Regions from separate parts of the Sus scrofa genome. Here regions 2, 3 and 4 are each linked to region 1. Evidence: chromatin contacts called from public HiChIP or PLAC-seq and promoter capture Hi-C data. All regions are on one chromosome and are shown on one strand. The core of a region is the stretch at or near the end of the contact, and the rest is flanking DNA. Distances in the headings are between cores, read along the strand shown.

Evidence for each region. Promoter capture Hi-C pulls out the DNA fragments that hold promoters and counts their contacts. HiChIP or PLAC-seq counts read pairs in DNA pulled down with a chosen protein or histone mark.
Region 2: a contact with region 1 is called in a promoter capture Hi-C map of fetal liver, with 2.4 times the contacts expected there. The contact joins the promoter of ANAPC7 here to the promoter of HVCN1 in region 1. A contact is called at or near these places in 1 of 5 promoter capture datasets (fetal liver) and 1 of 2 datasets of contacts at active chromatin or transcription factors (alveolar macrophages).
Region 3: a contact with region 1 is called in an H3K27ac HiChIP or PLAC-seq map of alveolar macrophages. The contact joins the promoter of FAM216A here to the promoter of HVCN1 in region 1. A contact is called at or near these places in 1 of 5 promoter capture datasets (liver) and 1 of 2 datasets of contacts at active chromatin or transcription factors (alveolar macrophages).
Region 4: a promoter capture Hi-C map of liver shows a contact between it and region 1, with 4 times the contacts expected there. The contact joins the promoter of VPS29 here to the promoter of HVCN1 in region 1. A contact is called at or near these places in 3 of 5 promoter capture datasets (fetal liver and liver) and 2 of 2 datasets of contacts at active chromatin or transcription factors (alveolar macrophages and skeletal muscle).

The regions. Positions count from the first base shown.
Region 1 is chr14:32,042,707-32,045,549 of Sscrofa11.1, forward strand. HVCN1 (voltage-gated hydrogen channel 1) reads right to left here and starts at 1,459. Exons shown (of 8, transcript XM_021074359.1): 1 at 1,316-1,459; 2 at 312-395.
Region 2 is chr14:31,788,345-31,791,187 of Sscrofa11.1, forward strand. ANAPC7 (anaphase-promoting complex subunit 7) reads right to left here and starts at 1,406. Exons shown (of 14, transcript XM_021072834.1): 1 at 1,200-1,406. The coding sequence starts at 1,300.
Region 3 is chr14:31,848,616-31,851,458 of Sscrofa11.1, forward strand. It overlaps FAM216A (family with sequence similarity 216 member A), which reads left to right and starts at 1,420. Exons shown (of 7, transcript NM_001244441.1): 1 at 1,420-1,717. The coding sequence starts at 1,626. GPN3 (GPN-loop GTPase 3) reads right to left here and starts at 944. Exons shown (of 8, transcript NM_001243708.1): 1 at 834-944. The coding sequence starts at 881.
Region 4 is chr14:31,868,142-31,870,984 of Sscrofa11.1, forward strand. It overlaps VPS29 (vacuolar protein sorting-associated protein 29), which reads right to left and starts at 1,473. Exons shown (of 4, transcript XM_003483426.4): 1 at 1,371-1,473. The coding sequence starts at 1,373. It overlaps RAD9B (cell cycle checkpoint control protein RAD9B), which reads left to right and starts at 1,429. Exons shown (of 11, transcript XM_013982863.2): 1 at 1,429-1,544.

The sequences.
Region 1 (2,843 bases), core at 209-2,708:
CAGGAGCCCCTTGAGCCCAGCAGGGGTGCTGGGTACAGACCTGGGAGTTCCTGGCCTGAGGCTGCACTGCTGTCCCCTCTCTGTTCCTGGAGTTTAACCTGGCCCCCACCCACTGTTCTTGTTCCTTGGCACCTCTTACCCAGGCTAAGGCTTTGCTACCCTGGAGGTTCCTCCTGCAGGGATGAGCAGGCTGGCTCACCTCAGCCTCCTCCCCTACTTCCAGCACTGCCTTCTCCCTGTGGTTCCCCCAGGGGTGCAGGATGGGGCAGGGCAGGCTCGATGAATGAGCGCAAGAAGGGGGTCACACCCACCTGGGCGAGTTCTGGCTCTGCCTCCTTAGGGCTGTGTGTGTGACCCTGGCGAGTAGCTTGGGCTCTGAGTCTTGGTTTCTTCACCTGTAAGAGGGAGACGAGGATGGTACCTACCTCACCTGTTGCGGCTGCTACACAGCATGGGATGAAGTGAAACCTGGGCCAGGTAAGCACGCCATGCAAAAGGGTAGTTCTTATCAACACCCCCGTTTTAGAGGGGAGAAAGTAGAGGGGGGTTCCCCCATCAGGCTCAGTGCGAGCTGTCTCCTGCCCGCCCTCTCCGCTGGACTCTAGTGCCCCTGGGCCAGGCAGGGGGCCCCGGGCTATCACCGCCCGCCAGCGTGGGCCCAAGCTGGGATACGCTGGAGCCAAGGACAACCGGGGCCGCCTGGGATCCGGGGTGCCCGGCAGGCTCCGGCTGGGAGCACTCGGAGAAGGGCAGCGCGCCCCAGACCGGCCCCGGAGCACTTACCCTGCGCCCGGCCCGCCCGCGGCCACCGCAGCAACTGCGAGCTGGGCGCCCGCCCCGCCGCCCCGCCGCCCCGCCCGCCACTTCCTCCCGCCCCCTCCCGGCTGGCCGCCCTCTAACTCGGTCGGCGACTGGTCTCGGGCTCTGGCTCGTGTCTCGACCCCTTGCCCTCGTTGCTGCTTGTCTGTCAGTCTGCCTGTTGATCTCTGGCTTCCCCCGACCCGGCCCCCTTCCGCTCCGCAGGCCCCAGCCTGAACTAGACCTCCAGCAGTCGGGCAGATGGACAAAGGTCTCACGGGTGGAAGCCAATCGCGAATCACGAGAATCCGGGCTCAGGCGACCCTAAGGGAAGGGGTTGGAGGAGGGAACCACTTCCTTCCTCCAAGGGGATGTATTGGCGGCGGGTCCCTCCTCCCCACCCCACACTGGGACCGCAGGGCTGGCTCCTGATCCCCGCAACCCCCATCCCTGCCACCCCCGACCCCCACCCCCGGCCAACTCCTGATGACTTCAGGGTGGCCCTGGATGACCTTACTTGTCTTCTGCACAGTATCTGCACGCAGAGGGTGGAGGATGGGCAGAAGGCCTTAAAGGGGTGGCCAGCATGGAAGCTGTGAGGATGCCCCTGAGTGGGGTGGGGGATGAGATGAAGAGGGGCTGCCCCGCTGCAGGGCTGGTGTTGGCGCAAGGGAGGAGCCTTCCTGCCCGGAGGTGGAGCACACCCTTGCTCAGCCCCTAGGCCCAGCGGTAATGTCCCTTCCCCTGTGGGCCCTCCCTTGCCCAGGTGTCCCCAGCATTCTGTCCATGCCTTATTTCTGGCACTGTTCACACTGGAATCAGTTATTCCGTTAGCCTCCATCTTCCCGGAAAGACAATTCGAACCAGGCTTCCAAGGGCAGAAGCCATCTCTTTCTACACACCTCCTGCTTCTTCCGGTTTAGTTGGGGGTGGGGTGGGGGGTGGGGGTGGGGTGGGATCTCACCTCCTTGGAGTTGTATTCGTTTTCTGTGGCTGCTCTAACAAGTTACCACAACCCTAATGGCTTGACACAACACAAAAATAACACTTAAAACAACAAAGCAGAAGAGGCCAGAAGCCCAGGGCGTCTCAGAGGACTGAAATCAAGATGTTGGGAGGTCTGTGTTCCTTCTGGAGGTTCCAGGGGAACCTGTTCCTTGCCTTTTCCAGTTTCTAGAGATTGCCTTCATTCATCTGCTCCTGGAGAATCCCACTAACCCCTGCTTTCATCATCCCTCTCCTTCTCTATAGCGGACCCTTCTCCCTCCCTCTTAAAAGACCCTTGTGATTATATTGGACCCACCTGGATAATCCAGGTTACTCTCCCCATCACAAGATCCTGATTTAATCACACCCACTAAGTCCCTTTTGCCATGTAAGGTAGCATGTTCACAGGTTCTGAACATTCAGACTTGACTGTTTCTGGGGGCCTGGTATTCTGCCTACCACAGAGATATTGTTTCCATTAGCTTCTACTGCATTACTGCATGCCCTTCCCAATCCTGCCTCCTGCCTCCTGCTGGGTAGTGGGCTTTCTTAAGAACATTTCAGTCTGATCTGGCTTCTGAATCACATTTTGTTACTACAACAGTCCCATTCTGGTCCCTAAGGCATAGGCTAGTCCACTCTAAACGTCAACCTTATATTTTATTCAAAAGTCCCTTCCTCCCTTAGGGCCAGCTAGACAGAGTAGAGAGCAGGTGTAAACTGTTCTTCCTGGTTCCTCCCCTGTGTTCACTCCCTTAGGGCTGGGGAAGGGAAGCAGGTGAGGCAACAGATATCCCCTCACCTAACTGCCCACCTCAAAGCTGCAATCCTCTCTGCTGGTTTCTTGTTTTGTTTTTCCATTATAGTTGGTTTACAGTGTTCTGTCAGTTCCTACCATACAGCAAAGTGACCCAGTCCCACATATATAGTCATTCTTTTTCTCACATTTTCCTCCATCATGTTCCATCATAAGTGATTAGATATAGTTCCCTCTGCTATACAGCAGGATCTCATTGCTTATCCACTCCAAATGCAATAATTTGCATCTATTAACCTCA
Region 2 (2,843 bases), core at 156-2,655, 250 kb before region 1:
TATCCTGCGTTGCTGTGGCTGTGGTGTAGGCTGGCAGCTGCAGCTCTCATTCTACCCCTAGCCTGGGAATTTCCCTATGCCACAGGTGCAGCCCTAAAAAAGCAAAATAAGATAAAAATCTGTAACTATGTGCAGTAATAGATACACTAAACACACAAATATCCAATCATTATGTTCCACATGAGACTAATATGTCAATTACACCTCAGTTTGGGGGAAAAAAAAGACGCAAAATGTTAAACAGAGCAAAGGAATAAAATAGTGAGAATAAGGGACAATTCTAATGGCCAGAGAAGAGTTCTCTAAGAGATGTATCTGAACTGAAACCTACATGAGGAGGCAGCTCTGAGGTAAGGATTCCAAGCAGAACAGGAAATGCAAAAGTCCTGAGTTGAGAACCAGCTTGGTCTGTTCAAGTAACAGAAAGAATAGACAGGGAAGCTGAAGTACAGAGGGCAGAGTAGGTGAGATAGAGCAGGAGAGCTATATATTTGACCTCCTAGGCCGTGGGAAGGAATGTTAATTTAAGCACTTTGGAGAAATTTAAGCAGAGGAACGATATGCACTCAAAGCTGGAAACAGCCCTGTGCTGTACCTGTAATAAAACTCTAAAAATGGCAGCTTTGCAAACAGAAAGAGGCACTGCTTAAAAAGGCGCCACTCCCACTTACCAAGAAAGTCTCCCATTTTCGGGGGCGATTAAGAGAACCTTGCTGATATACCCAAAAGGAAAGATCAATCTCAGATGTGGGACGAAAGTCTAAAACTAGAACTGGGCTTCTTTGAGCCTTGGCGAGCGAAGAAATGTCCTTCGAAAAGGGGTAGGGAAGGGAGGAGTTAGCCCAACGATGTGACAGGCGCAATGCCCGGCGACAGGTGCCTCAGAAAACCTCTGCTCCTAACTTTCGGGGAACGCTCGCCAGGGTCGTCCTCAGAGCCTCCGCCTCCCATATCTAGAAAGCGCCGCTCGCCGAATCCCCCACAGGGAGCTCATCCCAGTGCCTGGTCTACCGCTGGGACCTAGTAAACTCAACTAGCGTTCCTAAGTCGGCTCTGCCCAGCGAGACCCTCGCTGACCCCGGAACGTCAGCTGAAGCCCGCAGCCGCTTCTTCCCGCCAGTCTCCGGACCCCTCAGCCCCCGCTCCCAAACCCGCACCGCTTTCTCCTCAGCCCCAGGCCGCTCCCCGCCTCAACTCACGGGTTGTTATTACTCATTGTGAGTAACAAGCTGCTAAGGAGCCGCACATTGGAGTGCAGCCCCGCGGCCGCCATGTCTCGCACGTGGTCTATCACATTCATTCCGCCCAGCCAGGCCGCGGGGAGCGGCGGCACCAGCGCTTAAAGCCGGTAGACGCTCCTTAGAGAAGACTCCAAAATGGCGGCCCCGCCGGGGTCCATCGGATCCAAACGAGGCACCGCCCCCAAGATAATAGGCAGCTACTGAAATGCCTGAAAAAAAGCAAACAAACAAACCTCAATTCCTTCCCCGCCATGCCTCGTGTGAAGCGGTACAATTTGGTTTTTGGGGTTTTTGTTTTTAGTAAGAGTTACACCAGCCTTCTGAACTGCAGTCTTTATTGAGGGTTTACAGTTGGCTGCAGACAAAAGACACCTCAGAATGTATACATGCTCAATTGAAATGCGTCTGAGAGGAATTTGTGTTTCATAAATTAATAAAAAGTGTTTAACATCATAAAAGTTATTTGTAGGTGGGGGAGGAATTCCTAACAGCTGGAATTAAATATTTCAATCAGGCGCCAGGGGCAGCACTGGCTGCCACAGGAGCTCTAGGCAAAAAGTGCCACGCCCCCCCTCAGGTGTTATGGGCACCTGCAGGCGGCTTTACTTTTTTGATTGAAGTATAATTGATTTATAATTTCCGTTAATTTCTTCTGTACGGCAAAGTGATTCAGTTGTACTTACATACATTCTTTTGATTCAGTTGTACTTACATACATTCTTTTTCATATTTTCCATTATGGTTTATCACAGGATATTGACTGCAGTTCCCCGTGCTCTGCAGTTCCCTGTGCTTGTTAATCTATCCTACATATAAGAGTTTGCATCTGCTAACCCCAAACCTCCAATACTTCCCTCCCTCACTCCCCTCCCCCTTGGCAACCACAAGTCTGTTGTCTATGTCTGAGTCTGTTTCATATATATGTTCATTTGTGTTGTATTTTAGATTCCACATATAAGTGATATCACATGATGTTGACTTTCTTCTTCTGACTGACTTTTCCTTAATAATCGCTAGGTCCATCATGTTGCTGCAAATGGCATTATTTCATTATTTTTTATGGTTGGGTAGTAGTCCGTTTTATGTATGTATACATACCATATCTTCTTTATCCATTCATCTGTTGATGGACATTTAGATTGTTTCCATCCATGTCTTGTGAATAGTGCTGCTATGAACATAGTGGTAATTGTATCTTTTTGCACTGTAGTTTTATCTGGATATATGCCCAAGAGTGGGATTGCTGGATCATAAGGCAATTCTATTGTTAGTTTTTTGACGAATCTCCATACTTCATTTTCCATAGTGGCTGCACCTATTTACACTCCCACCAACAGTGTAGAAGAGTTCCTTTTTCTCCAGCATTTGTCGCAGCATATGGAGTATCCCAGGCCAGGGATTGAATCTAAGCCTCCATAGCAACCTGAGCCATTGCAGTTAGAGTCTTTTGTTTGTTTGTTTAACGTTTTTTGGCTGAACCCAAGGTAAGTGAAAGTTCCTGGGCCAAGGACAGAATCCAAGCCACATCAGCAGCCTGTGCCACAGCTGCAGCAATGCCGGATCCTTAACCCACTGCCTGGGGCTAAGGATTAAACCCGAAAC
Region 3 (2,843 bases), core at 170-2,669, 190 kb before region 1:
AACTCTTTCAAGGAGTTCCGTTGTGCAGGTTTGATCCCTGACCTTACTCAGTGGGTTAAGAATTTGGTGTTGCCGTGTGCTGTGATGTAGGTCGCAGATGCGGCTCACATTCTGTGTTGCTGTAGCTGTGGCTGTGGCTCTGATTCGACCCCTTGCCCGGGAACCTCCACATGCCGTGGGTGTGGCCCTAAAAAGACAAAAAAAAAAAAAAAAAAAAAAAAAAAAGGAAAAGAAAAAAGTGTTGAAGATGTACTAGCAACAAACTGATGATTTCACCTCAAAGCAAACTAACAAACAACCGAAAATCAAATTTCTCAATGTATGATTCAATCAATGTTCATTAATGCCAGGCCCATGTTTCTCCTAAAGTTGCCTCAAATACCAGAAGTCCACATCTCAAGCTCTGAGAAACAGTAATTAGCGAGACCCCGCCTAAGCTTTCTGGGTTAACGACAGGTACAGATTCTGCGGTTAGTCAAAATAGATTCAAATTCCCGCCGTCACTTACTAGCTGTGCGATCTTGGGCAAAAACTTAACCTTTCTGTATCTCATTTTCCTTGCCTGCAAAACGGGAATAATACACTTATCTTACACGGTTGTGGAAATGTTTTTTAGCACAGGACCTGGGGCTTAAGTATGCAATAAAGATTAGCAAATATCATTAACCCCCTTTCAAAACAACAACAAAAAGGAAACCGAAGCCCAGGCTACATAAGCGAGATGCCCAGGGTCTCAGGGCCCCCAACACACACAGCCATCAGTTCCTCCCTCTGGACCCAACCTTCCTTCCTTCCTTCCACGAACCTCGACTTTTCTCCCGCCAAATCCTCACCTTTCCGCTGCCAGCGGGGCCCATGACCAGCTGCGCATAGCGAGGCATGCTGGCTTCCCCGATTCCTGGCGCCGCCACTCACACAAAGTCTGAACACCACACTCCCTTCAGCCTTCGCGCGACGCCCCCTGAGTTCCGGGCACAAGACGTACAAACCAATCGCAATTCGAATTCTTCTTGCGCCTTCTGTTTTGCCACACCTCTGATTACGGAGCGTCCCGAAGGCCAAATCCCGCGTGAAACGCGTTCTGCGAAATGCCCGGGGAGGTTTTGCGCATGCGCAGAAGTATTTGGCGGACCTCCGGTTTAGAAACTGGCGAAGTCTGGTTACCTTGGTGATAACGGACAACTGATAACCCTCTGCATCCCTAAGCCGGGTGCTTTGGTCCTGGGTTTGCGTATTTATGTTTGACCTATATGGTGACCCTGAAGATCTGCAAATTTGCAGAGGGTCTGGAATACTAAGGTTGGAGGGCAACTTTCATTTTAGAGGGAAGGTACATTTCCTTTCCGTGACGCATCCCTTCCACAGAAAGATGCAAACGTACAAACGCGCAGTCAACTGAAGAATACCCGCCCCTCCCCCAACTTAACTCTAGGATCGTGGATCTGCCCTCCCCGCTCTCCCGAAGCTATTCGGGCACTGTCCGGATTGCATCGGAGGGGGCTAGAATCTGGCGTCCGCCTCTTCATCCCCAATATTGCCGGGTCTGACGCACGCGTGCCGACAGGGGAGGGGAAAGGGGAAAGCTTCTCCTGCACGCAGCTCGCGGGCCGGGCACCTGGGAGGAGATGCCTGGCCAGGGTCCAGTGTCTGACTGGACGGAGTGCAGTGCTTCCGCAGAGCCTTCCGCAGTGGCCAGGACCGAGGGTGCCTGCGGCGGGTGAGGTTGCCGGGCCCTGAGGGGTTTGGGAGGACGGCGACCAGCCCCTGCTCGTGATCCCCATGTAGAGGAGGGGGTGGGAACTGGTTGCTCTGAAGGACTGGTCCCCAGTGTCCTGAAGTGGGAGGAAAGGAGAACCTTTGCTATGGCCGAGATGGGAAATATGGAAGCCTACGCACAGTTTAGGGGAAGGGCTTCTGAGGGAAGCTTAGGAGGAGGGTTGGTGCAGTGACTGTCTAAACACAGTGACTGCGGCAATCGCCTGGGTGCCTCTCTGCCCCGAGGGGGCGCTACGAAATCTGCTGGAAAATTGGCCGTCTGGCCGTAGTATTTCTACAGAAAGGAGTTGGCTGGGGGCACCATGGGAATAGAGGCTCAAACGAGCGCTTCCAAATCAATAAATCTCTTACCTGTGTGTGACATTAGCCACCTTTATGTTAAACTGGGATTCATAATCTGCGACAGATGACTATGAATATTAGAGGCGCCTTGATTTTGACATTTTGTTTACTCAGTAACTCCTTTCTTCATAAATCCATTTCATTTCGAGGAGGTTTTTACTATTATTTCCTGGATGCTGAAGACAATTAGCTGCTGAAGTTACTTCCTCATCCCTTGCATCCATTATTCCCTAAAAGTGAGAGCTGCCCGGTATTCCTCTCAAGCCCACAGTCATGGCTCCTGTTGCACCCCATGGCTGTCTTAATATACTTGGTGGATTGACGAATTTTAAAGATGGGATAGGGTCATGTGTTTCTTTTCTATTTTTCACAGTGCTTGGTGAAAGTTTTCTTTTTTAAATTTTTTTATTATACTTGATTTACAATGTTCTGTCAATTTCTGCTGTACAGCAAAGTGACCCATATATATATATATATATATATTCTTTTTCTCAAGGTAAAGTGGTGAAGTTCTGGATCCTAGTATATCAGGGGATCAATGAACTCTTGGTCACTGAATAAGTTGCAGGAAGAGGAAAGGGAGAGTGTTTTGTCTTAATTTGAGAATAGAAAAAATGAACTTGTACAAAATTAGAAACATTGCAGACCATCCTATCACTTCCAGTACACCTTAAATTACATACAACAAATAACAAGATAGTCCTTTCCACACCCGAATTACTTCA
Region 4 (2,843 bases), core at 223-2,722, 170 kb before region 1:
CTCCTTTGCCAAATAAAGTGCTTTTAATCATAAAAGAATTGACTAACGCTAAATTCTGCCCAGTTCTATTTCACATGAAACGTGATGTTCCAGGACAACTACCCTGAAAATCTGTTCGTCTTTCAAAAAAAACTTCAGAAACACGAATATGTAAATCATGTCAAGAAATTTCGTCTTCTCTCAGGAACAACTGCTTCAAAATTACTGTAAACTAGACTACTCTAATTTGGAGTCTGTTTGGAAGCAAAAATCAAAAGTGGGATTAAAGTCTTTAACATATATAAATCTTTGGTTGTGATGTCTAAAAGCCTCAGCCACGTTAAAGGCTGTTTGTCGTGGAATCATAATCTTAAAAATGCAATGGATGTTCATTAGAAAGAGAAGTCCTTTTTAATCAACACAAATACCACGATCATTACAACGCCTTTTGAAATTGTTCTTAAATTTTCAGGGAGGTTAAGGGCACTTTGAAAGTCTGATAGCAGCTATTAGCCCTCTCCAACAGATGTTTCTGAGTAGGGGTAGCGATCTATTGGGGATGAGGACGTGACGGGCTGGCCTTGGAGCAGGCTGGGGGAATGGATGGATGGATGGATGAATGAGGTAAAGCTTCTCAAACTTCTCTGTGCAGCTAACAATGGGCCTTTAACCACAAAAACGTATGTACTTACAAAATTCCCCAAACCATTTCAAGGAATTCGAAAACCATTAAGGAATCCTCCTCTTAATTTAGGGTCACAACATTCTAAGAAAACAAGTAGTCCCAGCAACTCTAAAAGCCAAATCCAGTTCTTTGAGGGCACACTGTCACATTTCAATGGCAGGTGCAAGTTTTTTCAGGGGCGAAGGAGGTAATTTTTATTCCTTTTCCCTGGAAGCCAAACTAAAATGGACATGGCATTCTGCTCGCTTCTTCCCGTTTTATATCCGCGAAGCCAGCCTTCGCCACATGGGGGTGGTAACCGGTACACGCCAATCCGCGGGAGGTGCTTTTTGCGGGAAAGGAGCAAGGAAACGTCTGGAAACGGAAGGGGTAATCCGCGCTCCTTTCTCGGGGACGCTCAGGCACAGGCCCAAAGGCCTCTCCCGGCTCCCGCGTGTGAGTCTCGTGACAGAGTAGCAGCTGAGGGGGGCCCTTTTCCCCCTTGGACGTCCTCCGGCCCCTAGGGCTAGGGTGCGAGGCCAGGGCTGGCCGCACCCAGAGGTGGCCGCTCTCCCTCCTCCTTTGACTTTCCCCAGGCCCGGCCCCGGACGCGCCCGCCATGGCCTCCCGGATCGCCCAAGCCCTCGCCCACAGACTCCGAGCGGTCCTAACGACGCAGCGCCCCAACCGAGAGCCAGCCCCCGGTCGCGCCAGCTGCCATCCTCACCATCCTGTCACTGGGCTCCGCTCAGTCACCACAACCGCCGCCGCCCTCTCTTCCTCGGACTCCTCAGGGACCCGCCCACCTCGCTCACAACCAATGAAAAAAGAGGTCGGCAAGAGACTGCCCTACGGAGGCTCGCACAGGCCCTTCCCCACCGTAAAGCGAAGTTGTTCTTAGGTAAATACTGGAGCGAGGGCGAGATCGCGAAGTTTCGGAAAGCGCGCGGTCAACATACGGGCACCTGGGGCCCTCGAGCTGAGGCGCACAGTGCGTCCTGACTCTTCAGAGCGTGCAGACATGCTGAAGTGTGGGCTGAGCGGCAGTCAGGTGAAAGGTGGGAAGGCCTTTCTTGCCTTCCTGTGTAGAAAAGAGCCTGTGGTCATGGGGATGTTTACACCATCGTTTCATTTCTTATCCTTGGACTTTATGCCTAAGGGCTGAGGACACGAGGCCTGGCCACAGCCAGCACGCATCCTCCCAGGGTCCCGTTAGCTTCTGAGGGAAGACTGTAGGCCCATCCGCTTTTATTTATGCATAATATTTATAGCCATAGGTATCCTTGAAGTGAAGTTGTGGTCATCAGGACAGATATTGGAATGGCAAGCCTCAAACTCGAGATGATAAGGACTTTGTGGGAAGTTGGGAAAAATAATGCTTGGGCAGTTAAAATATTTTAGTGCCACGACGAAAGCATAAACCTGATTTCTACTCCAGATTCTACTTTTTTTTTTTGGTCTTTTTAGGGCCGCACGTGCAACATATGGAAGCTCCCAGGATAGGTGTCAAATGGGAGCTCCAGCTGCCGTCCTACACCACAGCCATAGGAACCCTGGATCCTTAACCCACTGAGCGAGGCCAGGAATTGAACCTAGGTCCTCATGGATACTAGTCAGATTTGTTTTCGCTGAGCCAGGATGGGAACTCCTATGATTTTTTTAATGTATGACCTGGAACAAGCCACTGAATCATCTCAGTGCACAGTTTCCTCATCTGTAAAATAAGAAATAACAGCATCTTCTTTATAAGTTTGCTGTAGGAATGAAATGCATGTAAAAAACTCAGTAATAAATGGGAATGTACAGGAACTATTGTTTATTATAGATGGTACTTTAAACAAGTTACTCTAGAAGGTCTCTAGGAAAGTAATGGTCTCCTACAGATAGTAACCTGAAAATGATCATTGAAAGGCATCTTGTACTGTGGCTGACTTCATCTGTGTTGAGGACATCTATGGAACCATATTAATTAATGGGAGAGGGAAGCACAAGCCTTCCACTGTTGCATGTTCTTAGAGTTCTAGAAAGTTCCCTATTGCAGTGTGTATCTCAGTTCTCAATAAGTAATTATTTGTATGGTGTTTAGTTTTGTTTTTCCTCCTGGACTATAAGAACTAAGAAGGCAGAAACTACCTGTCTTGTTTATTGCTATATGCCCATTGCCATGGTTGCATACTTGGAGCATACTGGGTGCTCAGTA